Regions from separate parts of the Sus scrofa genome. Here region 2 is linked to region 1. The links are chromatin contacts, called in public promoter capture Hi-C maps. All regions are on one chromosome and are shown on one strand. Each heading gives the region's core, a stretch centred on a gene start, on an enhancer-like site or on the middle of the called end of the contact. The rest is flanking DNA. Distances are from core to core; before and after follow the strand shown.

What was found. Promoter capture Hi-C pulls out the DNA fragments that hold promoters and counts their contacts.
Region 2: a promoter capture Hi-C map of fetal liver shows a contact between it and region 1, with 5 times the contacts expected there. The contact joins the enhancer-like site here to the promoter of SLC9A9 in region 1. A contact is called at or near these places in 2 of 5 promoter capture datasets (fetal liver and liver), 11 of 47 Hi-C or Micro-C datasets (brain, embryonic fibroblasts, fetal heart ventricle and 5 more) and 2 of 2 datasets of contacts at active chromatin or transcription factors (alveolar macrophages and skeletal muscle).

The regions. Positions count from the first base shown.
Region 1 is chr13:84,634,962-84,638,265 of Sscrofa11.1, forward strand. It overlaps SLC9A9 (sodium/hydrogen exchanger 9), which reads right to left and starts at 1,917. Exons shown (of 19, transcript XM_021071131.1): 1 at 1,601-1,917. C13H3orf58 (deleted in autism protein 1) reads left to right here. Exons shown (of 3, transcript XM_013982111.2): 1 at 1-671. The coding sequence starts at 15.
Region 2 is chr13:85,135,818-85,139,146 of Sscrofa11.1, forward strand. No RefSeq gene overlaps it. Among named protein-coding and RNA genes, the nearest start is that of SLC9A9, 500 kb to the left of the region's middle. Within about 2 kb of position 1,699, at least 2 of the 83 cell types and tissues checked have an H3K27ac peak or open chromatin away from gene starts, as enhancers often do. A contact at or near this core is called in fetal liver, where this site is marked.

The sequences.
Region 1 (3,304 bases), core at 667-3,166:
GGGCGGCGGGCGGGATGTGGCGCCTGGTGCCCCCGAAGCTGGGCCGCCTGTCCCGCTCGCTGAAGCTGGCGGCGCTGGGCAGCCTGTTGGTGCTGATGGTGCTGCACTCGCCGTCGCTGCTCGCCTCCTGGCAGCGGAACGAACTGGCCGACCGGCGCTTCCTCCAGCTCAATAAGTGCCCGGCGTGCTTCGGTACGAGCTGGTGCCGCCGCTTCCTCAACGGGCAGGTGGTGTTCGAGGCGTGGGGCCGCCTGCGCCTGCTGGACTTCCTTAACGTGAAGAACGTCTACTTCGCGCAGTACGGCGAGCCCCGCGAGGGCGGCCGCCGCCGAGTGGTGCTCAAGCGCCTTGGCTCGCAGCGCGAGCTGGCGCAGCTCGACCAGAGCATCTGCAAGCGGGCCACCGGCCGGCCCCGCTGCGACCTGCTCCAGGCCATGCCCCGCACCGAGTTCGCGCGCCTCAACGGCGACGTGCGGCTGCTCACGCCCGAGGCGGTGGAGGGCTGGTCCGACCTGGTGCACTGCCCCTCGCAGCGTCTGCTCGACCGCCTGGTGCGCCGATACGCCGAGACCAAGGACTCGGGCAGTTTCCTGCTTCGCAACCTCAAGGACTCGGAGCGTATGCAGCTGCTGTTGACCCTGGCCTTCAACCCCGAGCCGCTGGTGCTACAGGTAGGCACGAAACCCCGGAGGGGGGCATCCTGCCCGGAGGGCCACCCAGGTTACGGGAGTCGGGAGCAGCGGCCCCGCCCGCACCGGTCCTCCTGTCAGGACCTGGCCCCCGGGGGGCCAGGCGGCGGGCTTGGGAAAGGAACGGCGCTGGGGACCCCCGGGCGCGGTGCGGGATCGTGGAGGGCGACCCAGCTGGTGGCGAGGCTTGCTCTTGTCACCTAGACGCGGGCGCATCTCGGTTCTGATTGCGGATCTTTCAACGCCAGAGGGAGCGCGTTTGGTCTGGTACGCTCCCAAAATGTCTCTCCGGCGAGTTTCCTTCGGCTCTCCTCCTTGCCTTTCTGCTTTGCTCGCCGGGCTTGCACTTCCTCGGCGCAGTCTGTTTAGGAAGACCTTAGTTCTTAAGTGTTTCTATACCGCTTTGCTTTCCCCTTTAGTACCCCTCGTGACTGGCTTAACTTCGGCCCCAAAGTCTCTTTGTTTTATCCCTTAGCTCATTCACCTGGCGAATCATTTGGGGTGGCAGATTTGGGGACAAACTCGGGAGGATGAGGTTAGAGTATGGAAACTGTGGTCCGGATGGGGCTAATCCCTGAGGCCTGCTTTAGGTGTTAGATTAGAAAGAGAAAAAAAAGTAAGGCGTCGTTGGACTTGGGGCTGCGAGGGTTTAAGGCCAAATCGGGCATTTTCATCCTGATCCTGTGACCTGCTCTGTTCATCTGGTAATTTGACTGCAGGAGGAGACGAAATGTTAGGCCAGGGCTGGAAATGGAGAGACTAGAGTCACCTTTCTCCTGTTTGACTTAGTGGCTCTCTCGTGACTTTATTTTGAAGACAAAGGAGCTTTTTCGGGGAGTAGGTTGGAATCTTTTTACTGGTGGTGACAGCTAAGAGGAAAACACCCCGCCCCCCAAAAAAACCCTGCTTACCTTGGGAAAAGTTACGGAGTTTATACACATTCCCACTCGTCTTTAATGCAGTGTCCTTGGATAGTGGTTGCAACTTTGGTGCTGTGATCTCTTATGATATTCCCAGGGAAAATAACCTTCCTTCTTTTCCATACCAGTTGTGCTGTATTGCCAATACAAAGGGGAAAGAATGACTTAAAATTAATCACAAGTAATTTGGTGTACTTCACAGCCTCTTTGCGCTGCTAAGAATGTCACTGGGAGATTTGTATTTTTTAAAATCTGAAGTGTGTGAATAGGAATGTGCAGAATTCAATGATACTGTTTGCTTTTCTCAAGTTCTCTGCTGCCCAACTTAGCTAAGAGAAATGAGCATAGTGTGATTAGTTCAGTCACATAATTTTAACGCAAATATTTTGCTTTGAAGAAAACTGTAATGTGGGTCCTGATAAATTTTAAAGCGTCTTAGGATGTACAGATTGTGTATAAAATGCTGCTCTCTTTAACGGTGTATGCAAAACTGGTTTAACTTCCCTCAGAGTAATTACTTTATTTCTTCCTTTCAAAACTAGTCAGCCTCTAAAGCTTAGGTCCATATTTATGATATATACATTTGATTTGACACTTTCTTTTTCTTTTTCTTTTTTTATTTAAGTTGCCTTTTCTCTTTGAGAAAGATGTTTGTGTTAGCAAGGTTGGTCCCTGGAGAAAGCTCTAGCAGTTTGGTTTGTTATATAGAGTGTGTCAAATTCTCTGGGACCTAAGAATTTAGTGAGGAGCTATCTTAGTGATACACATTTTCTGCACCTATAATAGTGGCTGCATATTGACACATTATCAGGTAATTCAGCTAATATTAGAACCAATATCTTTAGAGAGTTTTATATATCCAGTTCTATAAACATATGGCACTTTAAGGAACTTATAAGGAATTAAGGTATTTGATTTGTATGAAGGTAAATCTGCTTTATTTGGGAAGCTTATGTGTTTTTGAAATTTGAAGTATTAGCATCTTCAGTTTACTTTACAGTTGAGGTAGTAAAGTGAGCTTGTATCTTTTCTTATTAACTCTTCCCTTAAACTTTTTCTTTCTCTGTTTTCATCTTTAGTGATAAGCAACTTTAAAAAAGATCAGTAGTGGGAGGTGGGGGGATGTGCTGGGTTGTGGGATGGAAATCTGGTAAAATTGGATTGTGATGATCATTGTACAGCTATAAATAAAATAAATTCATTGAGAAAAAAGAAAATAGTAAAAAAAAAGATCAGTAGTATTTTGGTAATTGAAATTTACTGACGTAGTCGCTCTGCACTGGTGGCTAGGTGGATTATAGAGTATGAGTTTGTTTTTGGTATGTGAAGAAATATATGTATCAACATTGTTGACTGTGATATTTATAAATTGAATTTTTAATTTAGTCAACTCAGTTCTATAGCTGTTTACATGCTGTGTAAAATATAAATTTAAGATGTTTAGTACCAATCAGTCTTTGGTATGTTTATTATTATTATTTTTTTAACTGACAAACAAGCAAGTAGAATAAGAAGACTTTTTTAAGTAGAAGATCTTCATAGAGCTGCTACTTTCTTTATAGAACCACATTATCTTTGGTAAAAACTAGTGAGTTAAGTATGAACATATAATTAAGGTTTGATGACAGTATGAAACCACTAAAGTGAAAGGAATCTCAAAATTCAATGATCAAGTGTAAAGATTTTTATACATTA
Region 2 (3,329 bases), core at 449-2,948, 500 kb after region 1:
AGGAGATGAGATTTGACTGAAGCACTTAAGTTCCCATTTTATTTTGGAACTGAGGTCTGTGCGTGGTAGCTCCAAATGTTTATCCTAAATAAAGGGAATTCACAGCCCTTGCTTATATTCGCAAGTTGACAATATCATTTGTATATGAAACTTGTATGTATGTATGTATATATATATATATATATACACACACACACACACGCACCCACATGCAGAGAAATATATATCACTCACTCACTGACATCTTTATACAAGCACATTTTCTTTAAGTACTTGAGTCTTTACACACACTCATATTGAATTTTCCTGTAATTTGATTTCTGATTAATACTCATAATACATGAGATTCAACATACAGACTTTTACACTGGTAACTGCATCTTCTTGCTTACAGAAATTTAAAGGCAGCAGTATTCAAAGAACTGATACCACTGTGGGATCAACCTTTGGAAGCACGTTTTTTTAAGAGATGAAAATATCTGACATAACTACACATGAGCCAAGAAAACATGTTACAAATTGGATTGCTTTTTCTACATGTTGCTTTAAGTTTGCTTAAGTCAAATCCACCGCATCAAAGACTGTGCAATAATATGGGCATTGTTTCCTTTGTAGATGATTAACTAGCCCAGCTTCTGAAAAGTAAGCTAATTGTTGTCTTGGATATTAAAGGTATGATGCCAAGAACCACAACAGTAACAACGGAAAGGTTTCGCAAAATCACAAAGGTACTAGGTACACAGGCAAATCTAATAGTCTGCTCTCATGATTTACTTTCAAAGCCTCCAATATCCAACCATTTGTGTAAACTCATATTGCAAATTCATAGATCTACCTTGCAAAGCATGTAGAAAAAGCCATTTAGAAAAAAAAAAATCACTCAGGTAAATTGTAATTACTATTCTGACTTTGGGGCAATAAACTCTTTCCCCAGACACTGCAGCAGATTTCATCAGTGAGGGCTCATTGCTCTTGGGGGCTGGAGAAGAGCAGTGCTGTTTGCGTGAGTTATTGAGGGGACATCTGCAAAGTGACAGATGTCTGGCGCCTGGGCAGTGCTGGGTAAGCTCATGTTTTGTTTATGAAGCAGCCTCTCTTAAAAAAAAAAAAAAAAAAAAGGCATTTCTTTTTACTCTTGTCTCAGCAGAGCCTAAAATCACCCTTCCCTTTAAGTGGTATGTGATTTATATATTAACCTGAGTAATTTGCCTCTTTTCTCTTTACTGCAAAAGTAATTCCAATAGACAAACTCCATGGACTAACTCCCCTTTCTGCAGCTTTGTTTACTCAATTCAAATAAAGTGTGTAGCGATGTGTATTTTTTAAAGGTCAGTTCTCAGGAAGATGAGGAGAGTTGGGATTCTAAATATATTTTCAGTACCTGAAACATCTGTTCTTCTCTTTCATTCCCCAAATTCAAACTAGACCCGAGGCCTTGTTTCTATGGCTTCAGCAGTTGTTGTCAGAGTTATTTCAACTACAAACAGACTTTTCAATTCTCTTGCTTTTGTGCAACCTCCATAGTTTTAAGCCTTATCTTGGGCTTTTCTTCTTCTTCTCTTTGATCCTGTGCCAGAAAAAATCTTAAAAGGCAAGGCGAATTTGTGGTGTTTGCTCATTTTTAGCTTTACAGTTCTAAGACAGAACTATCAGAAGCATCAGAAACCTTTGTCCTGGTCCAAGTGAAGCAATGGCTGCAGACACACACAGGACATGACCTATCCTCAGGGACTATGTATCGACGTGCTGCACACGTGTGCACTTTTTGATGTTATTGTTACGTTTCTACTGGTGAAACCTTCAAACTGGAAGAACATGTGGAGAGTGAGAAATATTACACAAATTAGAAAATACTTCTAAAAGACAGGGGAGTTCGGGCTTGTGCTCATGTTTGAAGGAGGCAAATGTTGATGCCTTTTTTGTCGAAGGTGTAAAATTCCTATAGAAACAGACAAAATATTTTATAGAGAGAATCTCTTTATGGAAAATTCCTGTGTAACTTCTTTTTTGGCAGTGTTTTAAAATTATCACTGAGGGTGTCAGGAATAACAAAGAAGAGAGTACTAGTTGGGTATATCTTACCCAATATATCATAGCCAGAAATGAGGTAAATTTGGAGGTAGCACTGTTTTGTTTGTTTTTTTCCCTGTTTTTGTATATATCATTGAGAATTTCTTTTGTCTTCTCCCTTTCCAAGAAGGTAGGGGAGCCAGGGAGTGTATTTCTTTGTATGAAAAATGTTAAATTAAGACTTAAATGAATTCATTGCTTCAGTCTTTTTAAGTAGAGGGCCAAAGTCTGAGCTCTGAGTTTGCCAAAAAAATGAAATAAATTAAATAAAACAAACAAACAAACAAACAGTGAGATCCTGGCAGGCCCAGTTTCAGAACTCCCACTTCTAGCATGTGACTGTCCAGCCTGAGAACAGACTGCCACCTGCTGCTGTGAGACAGAGGGGCACATGGTCTGCAGGATTCTGAGCATCTTCTCATAGGCCTCCAACTCACCACATCCTCACTAGGACATTAGTCCCATTCTGGCCTTCACTTCTCTAGAGATCATATTCAGAGAAGAGGAAAAAAAATTGAAAAGGAAAATATTGAAGGATAAAATACTATCTCTTAAGGAAGAAGAAAAGCAAGAGAATGTTTTCATTTCTAGAAAACTAAGCTGGGAATTCCCATCATGGCTCAGTGGAAACAAATCTGACTAGCATGGATTAGGATGCAGGTTCGATTCCTAGCCTCAATCAGTGGGTGAAGCATCCGGCATTGCTGTGAGCTGTGGTATAGGTCTCAGACGTGGTTTGGATCTGATGCTGTGGCTGTGTAGGCCAGCGGCTACAGCTCTGATTTGACCCATAGTCTGGGAACTTCCATATGCAGGGGGTGTGACCCTAAAAAGACAAAAAATAAAAAGAAAACTAACCTGAATAGAGAATAGAGAAATGGTTGAGTAATTCTGGAGAGCCCAGGGGACAGATACTCTTAGGTACAGAATAACAGGAATTGGTTTGAAACTGCAGCATAGGAACCATCTGCATAATAATGATCTAACAGCCAGGATAAACACAGCCTACAGACAACGCTTTGGGATAACTGTCCTTGTCAAGGAGATAATGTAATCTTCATATATTTGAAAAAAATTCAGTGCTAACTATGGCTTTAGTTAAGATTACAGCTTGAAGCTAAACTTTGGACTTCTTTGTTGATTTTCTTTTTTAGAGTTAAGAAGTTCTGCTACCCACTTGCACTATGATCCAAATCATGATTTTAAAAAACAAAAGGCTAAGTTAATCATATTTCAGTAGTGGAAAGGCAAAATGTTGA